Regions from separate parts of the Zea mays genome. Here region 2 is linked to region 1. Evidence: chromatin contacts called from public Hi-C data. All regions are on one chromosome and are shown on one strand. Each heading gives the region's core, a stretch centred on a gene start, on an enhancer-like site or on the middle of the called end of the contact. The rest is flanking DNA. Distances are from core to core; before and after follow the strand shown. Region 1 holds the start of LOC100277443 (high chlorophyll fluorescence 153). Region 2 has its middle 80 kb from the start of LOC100277443.

The links. Hi-C and Micro-C count contacts between places; a contact is called where the count stands out from the background.
Region 2: a Hi-C map of leaf shows a contact between it and region 1, with 4 times the contacts expected there. The contact joins the enhancer-like site here to the promoter of LOC100277443 in region 1. A contact is called at or near these places in 5 of 25 Hi-C or Micro-C datasets (ear, endosperm, leaf and 1 more).

Annotation. Positions count from the first base shown.
Region 1 is chr3:154,100,756-154,106,419 of Zm-B73-REFERENCE-NAM-5.0, reverse strand. LOC100277443 (high chlorophyll fluorescence 153) reads left to right here and starts at 4,242. Exons shown (of 2, transcript NM_001151004.2): 1 at 4,242-4,618; 2 at 4,835-5,217. The coding sequence starts at 4,319. The coding sequence ends at 5,026.
Region 2 is chr3:154,178,842-154,184,792 of Zm-B73-REFERENCE-NAM-5.0, reverse strand. No RefSeq gene overlaps it. Among protein-coding and RNA genes, the nearest start is that of LOC100277443, 80 kb to the right of the region's middle. Within about 2 kb of position 2,657, at least 20 of the 20 cell types and tissues checked have an H3K27ac peak or open chromatin away from gene starts, as enhancers often do. A contact at or near this core is called in ear, endosperm, leaf and 1 more, where this site is marked.

The sequences.
Region 1 (5,664 bases), core at 2,993-5,492:
ACATATAAAATCCCCAACCACAATCATCCAGTTATGGCCAATGTATGCTATTGTGGTGATTTATTTGGGAAATCTTACGCACATTACAGATAGGGGTTTTATGCAGTGAGCTTTGGACTTAGATTAATGTAGTGGCATGAATACTACATATTTGTCCTTCACATGAAGGGTTAGTCTCAACATCCAGCGAGACACGCAACAACAAGTTGCTTCATGGTTACAATTCTGCAAACTTATTGTTATTATTACCAAATGCACAGTCAATCATTAAGATTTAGACTAACATGCACAACACTATTTTATCCATAAGGCTTCTTCAGGGGCTCATGAATACCATTCGTCATTTGGAGCCATTAGTTGACTTCAGATCAACAAGTAAAATGACCATCAAGGTCTAACGCTCACAAAGACATTCACTGGTTGCATTGTGCTTTGAGGCACATAGGAAAATGTGTGTTTATATTGGTAGTAAAGTGCACGACATCAGGCCAATGCTGCCAAGTAGAGATTTTTATATGCAGAGATGTATAGTCCAGCTCGTTTTATTATTGCCCATTGTTTACCCAATTACTCATACCGATCTGAAATTGGGTATCAATTTATGCAACATTTTTTAGGTATTATAATTTTGAGAGAAAATTTATAACAATAGTTAATAATTTGTGATGCTGCCAGCAGGACAAACATTTCTCCTCATATTATATACCAATTTGTTCTATGAAGCATTATTTCGATCTCTTCGTTGTTCGACAAAAAGAGAAGCTTTGGAATAGAACAGACAAGGCCAAGAATTCATTTTATCTGGGAAAATCACCATAGAACTAGCTTTTGATGAAGCAAATGATGATAACTGCTTGGCAAGAACGAAACAATACTGGTATCCGCCTAGGATCCATCTTCAACACCAGATACTACTGCTCTCGTACAAAGAAATCATCAGGAGTAGAGAGGATACAACAGGTCTCTACAAGATCTTCATATTTCTATCACAAATTATCATCACTAGTAGTCTAGTGGTCAAGACATATGTCTCTTCTGGCTCCGAGGACTAAGAATATGTTAATGTCTAATTTAGCTACAAGCTTTGTGGTGATGTGAGATTTCATAGTTATTTGTCTACTCTTCTCACTTCTGGTAGATCGGAGGTAGATAATGGTAAGCATGCCAAAGGGTGGAATTCAGTGTAGTTCGGCTACATAAACCCCAGGTATGTGTCCATTCAGGACCGACCTTTACCATTTAGTTTACAGTGTATACCAAACTTGGCAAAGGACTATCCCGAGTCAATTCAGTGACTATAAGTATTTACAATTCCGAGAGATGTATGCGACACAAGCATAGAGGTTCTAGATAGAACGAGTAAAGTGGTTCGACGGGAACACACTATGGTTTTCACACCAACATAGTGAAAATTTTCTCATAATAACCTCTCGGTATACTCGCAACTTCGTGTTGCTGGCGATTACATGTCCTTTTATCTCATAGTTTGCTTCATGTCATTTAGCGACAAAGAGAGCAATGTGCTAACATCTGGTTGAGCAATATATGGCTGAGATTTATAGTATTAAATTATTTGGTAAGGCCTTTTGCTTACTAATAGAATCCCAATTTGTGATGTCTTCTATGCCAAAAAGGCTTTCATGCATTATATTATATATCTTCGGGTTACTTCGGGTAAAACTTTATGCATGAGGAGAGAGCAAAGAATTAACTTATCTGTGTTTCATTGTATTTCAATTTAATTTTCCCAGATTATTCAAGCACTATAGAGCTTGATATAGTTGTTATGGCCACTTGGCAATATAAATAAATATATGATGCCACACAAAACAATCAAATAAAAGATAGAGTTAAACAACATTGTTTACAAGGGTTGCGCTATGCTGTGACTTTAGGGGCTCGAATAATCCACCACATTCCATGCGAGTACAAGCTCCAGCGTATCTGGCGTCAACGTGTGTGTAGCCATCAAGGCTATGATAACGAATAAGCCTCCGTAACAAGCGCAACAGGCGCAATTGTGGATCGATAGTCGGGTACAGGATAAGTCCACGCAACGTGCGCAACAGGCGTAATTGTGGCTCGCTGATCATGGCGGCCGAACCGTGCCTGCAGGGCATGCAAAAAATACGCGACTCGGTGATGGCGGTCCGGCTCAACGGGAGTGGTCCGACTAAGTGAGAGTGCAACATAGCAATCACATGACGCAGCCAAATTCGTACGACACAAATAACGTGTCGTGTTGCCAGGGCGCAACCAATGCTCGCCAATGCCATAACTCAACCGATTAACAACAAAGTCTGATCGACATGTTTGAGTACCCAAAAGCTCAACATAATATAAATATTTAGAGCGATTTAAATATGCACAATATAGAGTTTACATGCATTTTAATATTTTTCTGCTAATATCTACCAGATAAATAAAAGCAGAAAAATAAACACCAAAATTAATGCATGAGCATAACACATCAGGTGTAAAAGGCAACTTCCTTGTATGTAAGCATGCATTTTTCTAGTAATTATTTACTACAGGAAATAATTAATTAAGGTAGAGACAATTACATAAAGCATGCATACAATTTAAACTTGTATAAATTTAGGAAAAAAAATTATCCATATAAAATATAAGGAAAATTGCGTATAATAAATGGGGGTTTTATTCACCTGTTGGACACATGCACCTTAAACTAGCCTATTTGACCAGATCGGAAATAAGGCATCACGTCCAGTCGTCCATGCGTGCATGCGGACATGCAAGATGGTGGGGCCCATGCGCACGGAAAAGAAATAATTCTCGCCTACGCTTCAATGTACAGAGGAGGAAATGGTCCACGCCATCTCCCATCCGTTGGCTTGCTTCGTGCATGGCCACAAATCGCGCATTGCACAAACATGCAGATTAGACCGTGGAAACAGTCTCATTTTTATCCACCTGCATCGCCAGATCCCAGATAGACGATGATCCAGTCCAATAAACAAATTCGGACGGACCAAGGCACTTTTGCCTGGCCACAGATGCGCCCAGATCGCCGCCTTCCACAGACGCGTGGACTCCGTCACAACCATGCTGGCAAGCCTCCGATACGGGCGTGGCCATGGCGAGGTGTGCCTCCATCACAGGCACAAACTCAGGCGCGATATGGAAGCCGTTGGCCGAGGCCGCAGTCACAAGCACGAGGGCGCACGGGCTGGTGGCCTGCTGTGCGGAGTGAGACAACGCGTGCTGGACGGTGCACACGATGCGCGACCATCAAGACTACCGTCGGATGTTGTTTTCTTCTTGCCGCATTGCCCGTAGTATTTTCACGACGATGCTTTGTTTACCGTCAACAAAAGTAAATCGTCCACCAGAGATTTCATACCACATTTCTTCATCAGCGAACGGAAACGAAGCCTGTCGCGTAGGACAGTTTGGCTAGGCCAAAAGACCTGCCAGCTTGACGAAGAGTTGATGCAGATCTGATCCCGCAGCAACGTCGAGGTAGAGCGTGCTGATAACGTGTTAAGAACTACGTTACCACGGATCACCAGATCCGCTCCCTTCCCTCCCGTCAGAAGTAGAGGCGCAAGAAGATGTAGAGAACCCGTCTCCCTTCCCATAAGCACGACAGAGGAAACACACGAGACACTGGATATAGGGTTGGGCCTCTGGCCTCTTTCTGATCTCTGTATTATGAGGGGGTGTACATGTTCCTTATATAGAGATGTGAGACCCCTCAGGGGCAAAACAGGTATTTGCCCACATAACCTTAACTATGGTTACTTAACAGGGCTCTGGTCGTCCCGTTTTAGTTGCTGCGCTGCCACGCCACGCCATCCAACAGATCGCAGAAAATAAGTACCGCAGCATTCACGCGTCCAGCAGATCACAGATATGGTCGCGCTAAAAGCACATCCACCCAAGTCATCGCCCAGTCTCGCGGTCGCGAGCTCCGGACGTGACATCTTTTTTAATTTTCATAAACACGAAACCGCTGGCAACCCCGCGGCACATATTTTTTATATAATTTTATTTTTATTTTTTTGCTTCGGCAGCCCACCGGATAAGCTGTTTAGCTGGGCTGAATCCTCCCACGCTATGTTGGACTTGGACCGGTGTCTGGCATACGCGGGCCTAGAAAGCCTCTTCATGGCATCCCGTCCAGCCCAATCCGCCGCCTCAATCAGTCCAGGTCCAGGTCCAGGTCACTGAAGCGCGCGCGCGCGCATTGCCAAGTTGCCCAGTGCCTGGTGCTTGCCAACAGCACCACCGCCACCGGATAAGGCTGCCCCGACCGCTGGGAGCCTGCGATTCCGGAGGCTTCGAGGAGCAGGCCATGGCGCGGGGCGGCCACCTCAGTGCGCTCTGCCTGCCACCTCGCCTCGGCGCCACGCCGCCGTGCTGCGGCCGCCCTGCCGCCGTCCGAGCCAGCAGCTGCTGCGCCAGGCCGCTGCCACCAGGCGGCGCGCGGCGGCGGGGTCGGGGCCGGGGCCGCCTCTTGGTGGTGCGCGCCGGCGGGCCGCCCAGCACCAACGCGCTCATCCTCGCCTTCGTGCTCCCGCTCTCCCTCTTCGTCGGCACGCTCGTCACCGCCGCTCGCGTCGCCGACGACCTCGACGACCGATTCCTAAGGGAGGTACGGTAAGAGTACCACTACAACACAGTATGACAGTACCCGCAACACGTGCGCTTCTGCTAGCAGCTGCTTGCGCGCGCTACTCTGCTTGTAGTTGTGTACCTGGGGTTGAATTAAAAAAAATGCACATCTGGTTATCCACAAACTCGACTGAAGCGACGTACAATTTACTGTTAACAACGCTTAGCCAAACGGCGGCTGCCCGTGCATGCGCAGATGGAGATAAACCGGGCGATACTGGAAGAGAACGAGGCGTCCGATGACGACGGCGCCGGTGAGGAAGACGACGACATTAACGAAGCGGATGAGGACGCAGAGGAAGAGCTGCCGCCGGTACCGGTGGAGGAGAAGGAACCCGCCACCGTTGTCGGTCCACGCACCAGGAACAGGCCGAGAAGACGAGTGTAATTAGACGCTCTCTTCTCCGTGTTCATGCTCAGAGACACAGAGAGAGAGTTTAATTATAGCGTGTATGGTTTGAGGAATGAGTTCTCGCTTTTTTTTTGTTTAGTTTGTGGAATATAATAAGTTCATCTATCACTATTTTATTTTTTATAATCTAATAATTAGTAATAATACTAGGGATGAGTCAATTTCAATAAGGGGGTGTTTGTTAGAGGGATTAAAGATTAGTCTCTAGTTTTTAGTCTCATTTAGTCCCTTTTTTGCCAAACACTAGGACTAAAATATAGACTAAAATGATTTAGTCTTTAGTCCTTCACATAGGTGCTAAAAGAGACTAAAAGCTCATAATTATCATGTTGCCCTTACCTTTTTTATAGATAACTAATATTATGAGTATATTCTAAGGGCATTTTAGTCTTTGGACAATGTATTTAATGACTTTAGGATCTATTTAGTCCTTAAAACCAAACATGTAGGGACTAAAGTTTAGTCCTAGGACTAATTGAAACTAAACATGACCTAAATTTGTGGAATAGAACGAGTAACACGTCCTTAGTTTGGCGATTGTCTTGGCTCTCTTGGAAATATGCATGCTCGCAAAGGAGAAAATTAGGAGGAATTGAAAGCATATATAGAAATAA
Region 2 (5,951 bases), core at 1,408-3,907, 80 kb before region 1:
GCGCGGGCGCAGCCCGGCTTGGGCGAGGCCGCGGACGCTCCCCGAGCGTGGGCTTCGCAACCATGGCAGTACAAGAACAGTAAACTCACTTGTCATCCCGCCCTTCGTGAAGACGTGCCATGATCAGCAACAACGGCCATCTGCGACGCTAGCGACGAAGAGTACGAGCGCCTGTGCAGACGGTGATGGAGAAACCGCTCGATGGATGCCCGGGCAGAACCGCTCGGTGGAGAGCAAAGGTGCTGATAACGTGTTGAAGTATACTCAGTGTTAACGAGATTGAGAGAGAAACAAATGACAGAACTGTTTGTATTCCACAGATCATTACACTTATATACAAGTGAAGGGATGTATCCCAAGAGGTGTGTCCCTTGGAAAAAACTGTCTCACCCCTTGGATTGATCGCATATGTAATATTTTTGTAACACTCCCTAGTCCCTCCTCATCCTCCACGCCGAAGTGGCGCCGGCAGAAATTTGAGCAGCAGCCAGGAGGCCATGCAGGCAGGTGCGTTGGCTTTTCCTGCCTGTTTATTACTGGTAGTAGTAATAGTAGTATTGCACACGCGGATGATTGATTGGCGCGTGTAATCCTACCGCGCGAAAGAACAATCGGCGCCTCACACCCCGTCAGCCGTCACGCAACGGCGCGAAAACTCTCTCTCTCTCTGTGTCTGTCTGTCTACAAAAAGAAGGGAATGGGAGCCGTTCGTTCGCATTGGGGCCGAAAAAAAGGGAAAGGAAGTAGCAAGAGGTAACGGCCGGATCAGGCAAAGAAAGATGAGTGTCTGAGTGAGGGAGTGACCTGCTGGGAACAGGCGGTAGTGGTCAACACGAGCAGCAGGGGAAAAGGGTAGGGTTTTAAGGTACGTCCAGGAGGGAGTTGCGCAGGGCAGCCCAGTGTCCAGTCCACGCAGAGGAGAGGAGAGGAAAGGAGGGGAGCACGTGGAAGGGGTGGTGGAGGAGCGTGGCCTCGTCTCCTGGAGCCTGGCGGGCAGGCAACAGGCAGCCAGGAGGAACAGCGGCAGGTCGTTGGGAGGGCGAGCCAAGACCGAGAGCGGCGGCTACGGCTAGGATGGGGATGGATGGTGCATGCGGCGGCTCCTGTTCTGCCCTGCCCGGAAACCGTCGGCCGCGTGCGGGAATTGGGGTCGGGGGCGGCCGGTGCACCGTACTACCGCCGAGGAGTTTAATTACAGCTCGCAGAGGCAGGGGTCGGATCGGATGGATGCCGAAAGTCGTCGGCGTGTCGTCGTTGCCCTGGACGATCGGGATCGCAACAGTAACAAACAAACGTACGGCCGGACCACACTGCATGTGTTGGGTGTCCGTTCGTCCTGGCGCGTCCGTGCTGCCAGTGTCACTGTGGCGTTCGGTCGAGCGGTTGAGGCAGAGGCAGAGGCAGAGTACAGAAAGAAAGACAGACAGGCAGGCAGGCGGCAGCTGCGTGCAGGCTGCAAGCTCGCACGCAGCCCAAGTACAGTACAGTAGGCGGTCAAGACTCAAGACGGACGGTCTCGTCTTCGTCTCGTCGCCAGGGATCCAGCTGTGCCGCACCACCGCTCCACGTGGCGCATGGTATGTATTCGGCCATTTGTTGGGCTTGCGGGGCCGGGGAGACAGGAACCTCGAACTGGGATCCCCCTTCCCCCCTTCCGTGTCTACGCGGGCGCGCACTCCCAAGCCGGCTTGCATCGCATGTGGTGGTCTGGTACTCTGGTCTCGCCTGGAGCCTGCCGGAATCCTTGCTGGAAAACACACGGCTCAAGATCGATGGCAGCTGGCATTGGCACGTGCCACTACTGTACGTGTACGTGGTGCTCAGAGCACGAGCACTGCTCTCGGCCTCTCGCACTGCTAGTCACTCCTGTAGTAGACACTAGACAGGCAGGCAGCCCGAGGGCCAAGGGAGTCCGCCGGTGAATGGTGAAAACTGAAAAGTGAGGGGAAGAAGGTGGTGAGCTGGCCGCTGGCGCTGGCAGCTGGACCTGGTAGCGTGGCAGGCCGCGGGGGCGACGGGGGGAATGGAGATGGTGGATGGACGTGGTTTCGGCCCGGCCGGCCAGCAACAGCAAGTACGTACAGTACAGGTACAGGCCAGCTCTTTGTCGTCCTCTGCCCGATGCGAGGCTTTTGTCGTCGGCTTTACAGCCATACTGTACTGTATACCATGGCCATAAGGACATGGATCGCCTCGACCGTCGGGCACCAAACCATTTGCATGCCAGCCCCACACAAGAACACACACCTACATGAACTACTACAGACAGCAACCAAGGCCCCGGCCCCGGCCCTGGCCCCGACACACACGCAGTGGCGGTCTTAACATTTTAGGGGCCCGGGACAAAGTTTCAAATATAAGCCATTCAAATTATTTTTAATATATAAATGTTACTAATCAAACACTTAAAATACATTTAAAAATATTTATATCAAATAATAATTAAATAAAAGGATATATATATTATAGTATCACCTTAAAATTTTCTTCTAACATGTTTAGATATTCATTAATTTATTGATGGACTATTGGATCACATAACTAAAATTAGGCCCTATGAATTTGGGGACCCCGGGCGATTGCCCCTCTGCCCCACCCTTAGGGCCACCACTGCACACACGTATATATATGTGCACTGCACCGAGTACGTACCCGATGCACCGGCCCACACGTGTAGAGCGTTTGAGCATCCAATGTACTGTTACGTATGAAAGCGCATGCATGATGAGTGTACTCTCATTCTCGTCTCATTCACGCAAGTCATATAATATACAGCCCGTCCGTGCACGGCGGCGCCGGCCAGTCCACGGACGGTCGATCCATCAATCCCGCGACCGCGCGTCGTGCGCCCCCTGGCCGGCCGGCCCTAGCTCACCGGCGCGGCGCAGGACAGACATTGATGCATGCATGGATCGGCCGGCCCGGCCCTTGTATTCAGCCATTCAGGACCATGCATGCCGCCGCGCCGCTTGAGGAAAAAGAGCGAGCCACGCATGCAGATCGCGATCAGCAAGCGCGCGCGCGGCTGGTCTGGCAGGGCTACTTGCAAGACTCCAGTGTCGGCCTGCCACCACCTTTCTTCTCTTCTTCCTTGCATTGCTTGAGTTGGGGCCGCCGGCCAGCTCTACCTACTAGCTCGATCTGCCGGCAGCCAGAAGTTGACATGTACCGCGTCAATTGGTTTAATTTGATTGGATAGGTATGCTGCATTATATGCATCCATGCATGTGCATGTGTATGGTAGCTAGCCGTACGTACGTACGCGTGTTCAGAACGTGTATATGCCCGCCACGATACGACCAAGGTCGTCGACGCATCGCATCCAACGTGAGTACAACAATGTCGTATATATATGGCTCGTCTGAGTCTAGCTGTCGTAGCATGCATTAGTCCCGGCGTCCTAGCACGCATCGTGCAGGAGGCGCGCGGCGCGACCACACAAGAGAGGACGCCACGCCACAGCAGTGAGCAGTGGAAAGAAAGCTCGATCAGCCCTTCTGTTCCAATGTGCCCACCAGCCCGTGCATGCATGCAAGCAAGCAAAAGGCAGCATGAGCCGGGCCAGGCGGGAACAACCAAAAGCTGAGGCCGCGCGGCAGGTACCAACTTTCTGTATATGTCGTGCTCTCGGAACGAAGCATGGGCACATCGACGAACCGGTCGATCGATGGCCATGGCCAAGCCATCGTCCAGCTAGCTAGTAGGTATATACTAGTAGGAGTGGCAAGCTGTGGTGGTGACTGGTGTGTGGGGCTGGGGCCTGGGGGACGGGCCATGCATGCAACCCATATATATGCATACAATACACACACCATGCATGCTTGGCACCACGCCACTGGGTCTTGTTGGTCACTGCTCCATCAACCAACAACACCCACATCTTGTCAAGGAAAACAACAACAACAACAACCTGCACTCAACGCAACGACGATCGACCGAAACAAAAACAAAAGCCTTTACCAACAACCACTTGGGCCTCGGGTGGCCCGTCTCTCGACGGCGACATGCCTGCCTGCCTGCCTGCTAGAACAACGTAACGAACTCACGATCTGGCTTGCTTGCTCCTCTCTCTGTACGTATACACATTACCACGTGTGTGTACGCAATACGTAGCGACATATGCGCATGTATAGCACGTACAGGAGCAAGCTACAGTAAAAGATCACTCGGCGGATCGGATATTCCTCTACCTATCTATGTCTATGTCTCTCTCTAGCGCGCGTTCCCTCTCTATATGCTCATTTGGTTTTAAAATATAGGCACGGAAGACTTACAAATATCCTAAGAGTTAGTATGGAAACTTAAATCCCCTATGAGATTCCCGACAATTGAGTGGGAAAATGAGTTAATTTTCCACTCAATCTCCGGGAATCCAGGAGAGATTTAAGTTCCAAACTAGCTCTAAATTTTGCTAAAAACTGTAGGGAAAATCAGACACATCTACAACATAAAAAATACTCTTATACTATAAAAATATAGTAAAATTTTTGTTTAGTATCCTATATATTATTATTTTATTATATATATACTAGGTGAGTGACCGTGCGCAGGAGGACTGGTCTTGACATTTCGGGGGCCCTAAGCAAAAAATTATATAGAGACCCCATATAACTATATATGTATGTATCATCTACACATCTACTAAACATATATCAGTAAAGAAACTGCATATAACTTACTTGTCACTTTTCATCTTATAAAATTTCTTCTAACATTTTTTTATACAAAATCATCGATTATACTATTGAAATCGATATCATCCAATAGCTTCTTCTCGATGCATAAAGTCACCAAACCATTCAACCTTTCTTGACTCATTGTTGATCTTAAATAATTCTTCAGTAACTTCAATTTTGAGAAGCTTCTTTCAGCAGATGCAACAGTAAGAGGCACAATAAATAATATTCTATAAACAATAGAGTCATTAGGATAACAATCCACATCTCTGATATGCTTAAAAATCTCCATAGCAGACAATGTGCCACTAGGCAAAGTAATCTTATTTAGAATCTTCAATTCAGAAATCAAATCATTTAACTCAACATCACATGAACCATCATGAGAGAAAGTGTTTGCAAATTTAGTGCAGCACTCTTCAAGTTCTCTATCATTTAGTGACCTTAGTGTGCTTGAGCTCAATAAAACCCCAAATAAATCTTTAAACATGCAGAGTTCTCTAATCTGGTCCTCAAAGAAGTGCTCGCCATGTCAACAAATACCAAAAAATAGTTGACTTCAAAAGCTCTCTCATTTTCTATAATTTCTTCATGGCAACTACTTTCATCAAATTGTTTCTTTCTCACCACTTTACGCTTTACTGGAAATGATGCATTTACACCCATATCATTTGCAATATCCTTAGCAATGTTGAGACAAACTGAAAACCCCTCATTTTTGTAAGTGGCAAGTGCTTCCTTTAATCCTTTCCTGCTGGTGTTGCAGATTTGACGTGTTGGCTTTTTGGCTTCATGCTGAAGTGGTAAATGAACAGAGTTTGAGTGCAGGGTTTTGCACAACGGTCAGCAGGGAAGGGAAGACAAAGGGTGCGCGCTGCTGTTGGCGTGGTGTCTGGCGCCACCGGTTACCACCGTGGCTAGGATTTTTTTGAATAGAATAAATGTATACAATACATATATATAAGAGTATATATCTATTTGGGCCAGACTAGGGGCCCTACTGACTTTGGGGGGCCTGAGCGGCGGCATACCTGTAGGTGTTTTGGGTCCGACCGCGCACCCGGGGTTGCCCCTCAAGGTGCTTCTTGTAGTAGGACGGTGTTACCGACTGTAGCTCAATGGTTCGTGCTGGATCACGAGAAGCAGTGGACAGTTGTGTACAGGTTCAGGCCGCTTTGAGATGCGTAACACCCTACGTCCTGGCGTGAGTACTTTATGTGGTGGGTTACAAGGAGGTTCTCTAGTGTTGAAGACGTAGAGAGCTGGGTGGATGGC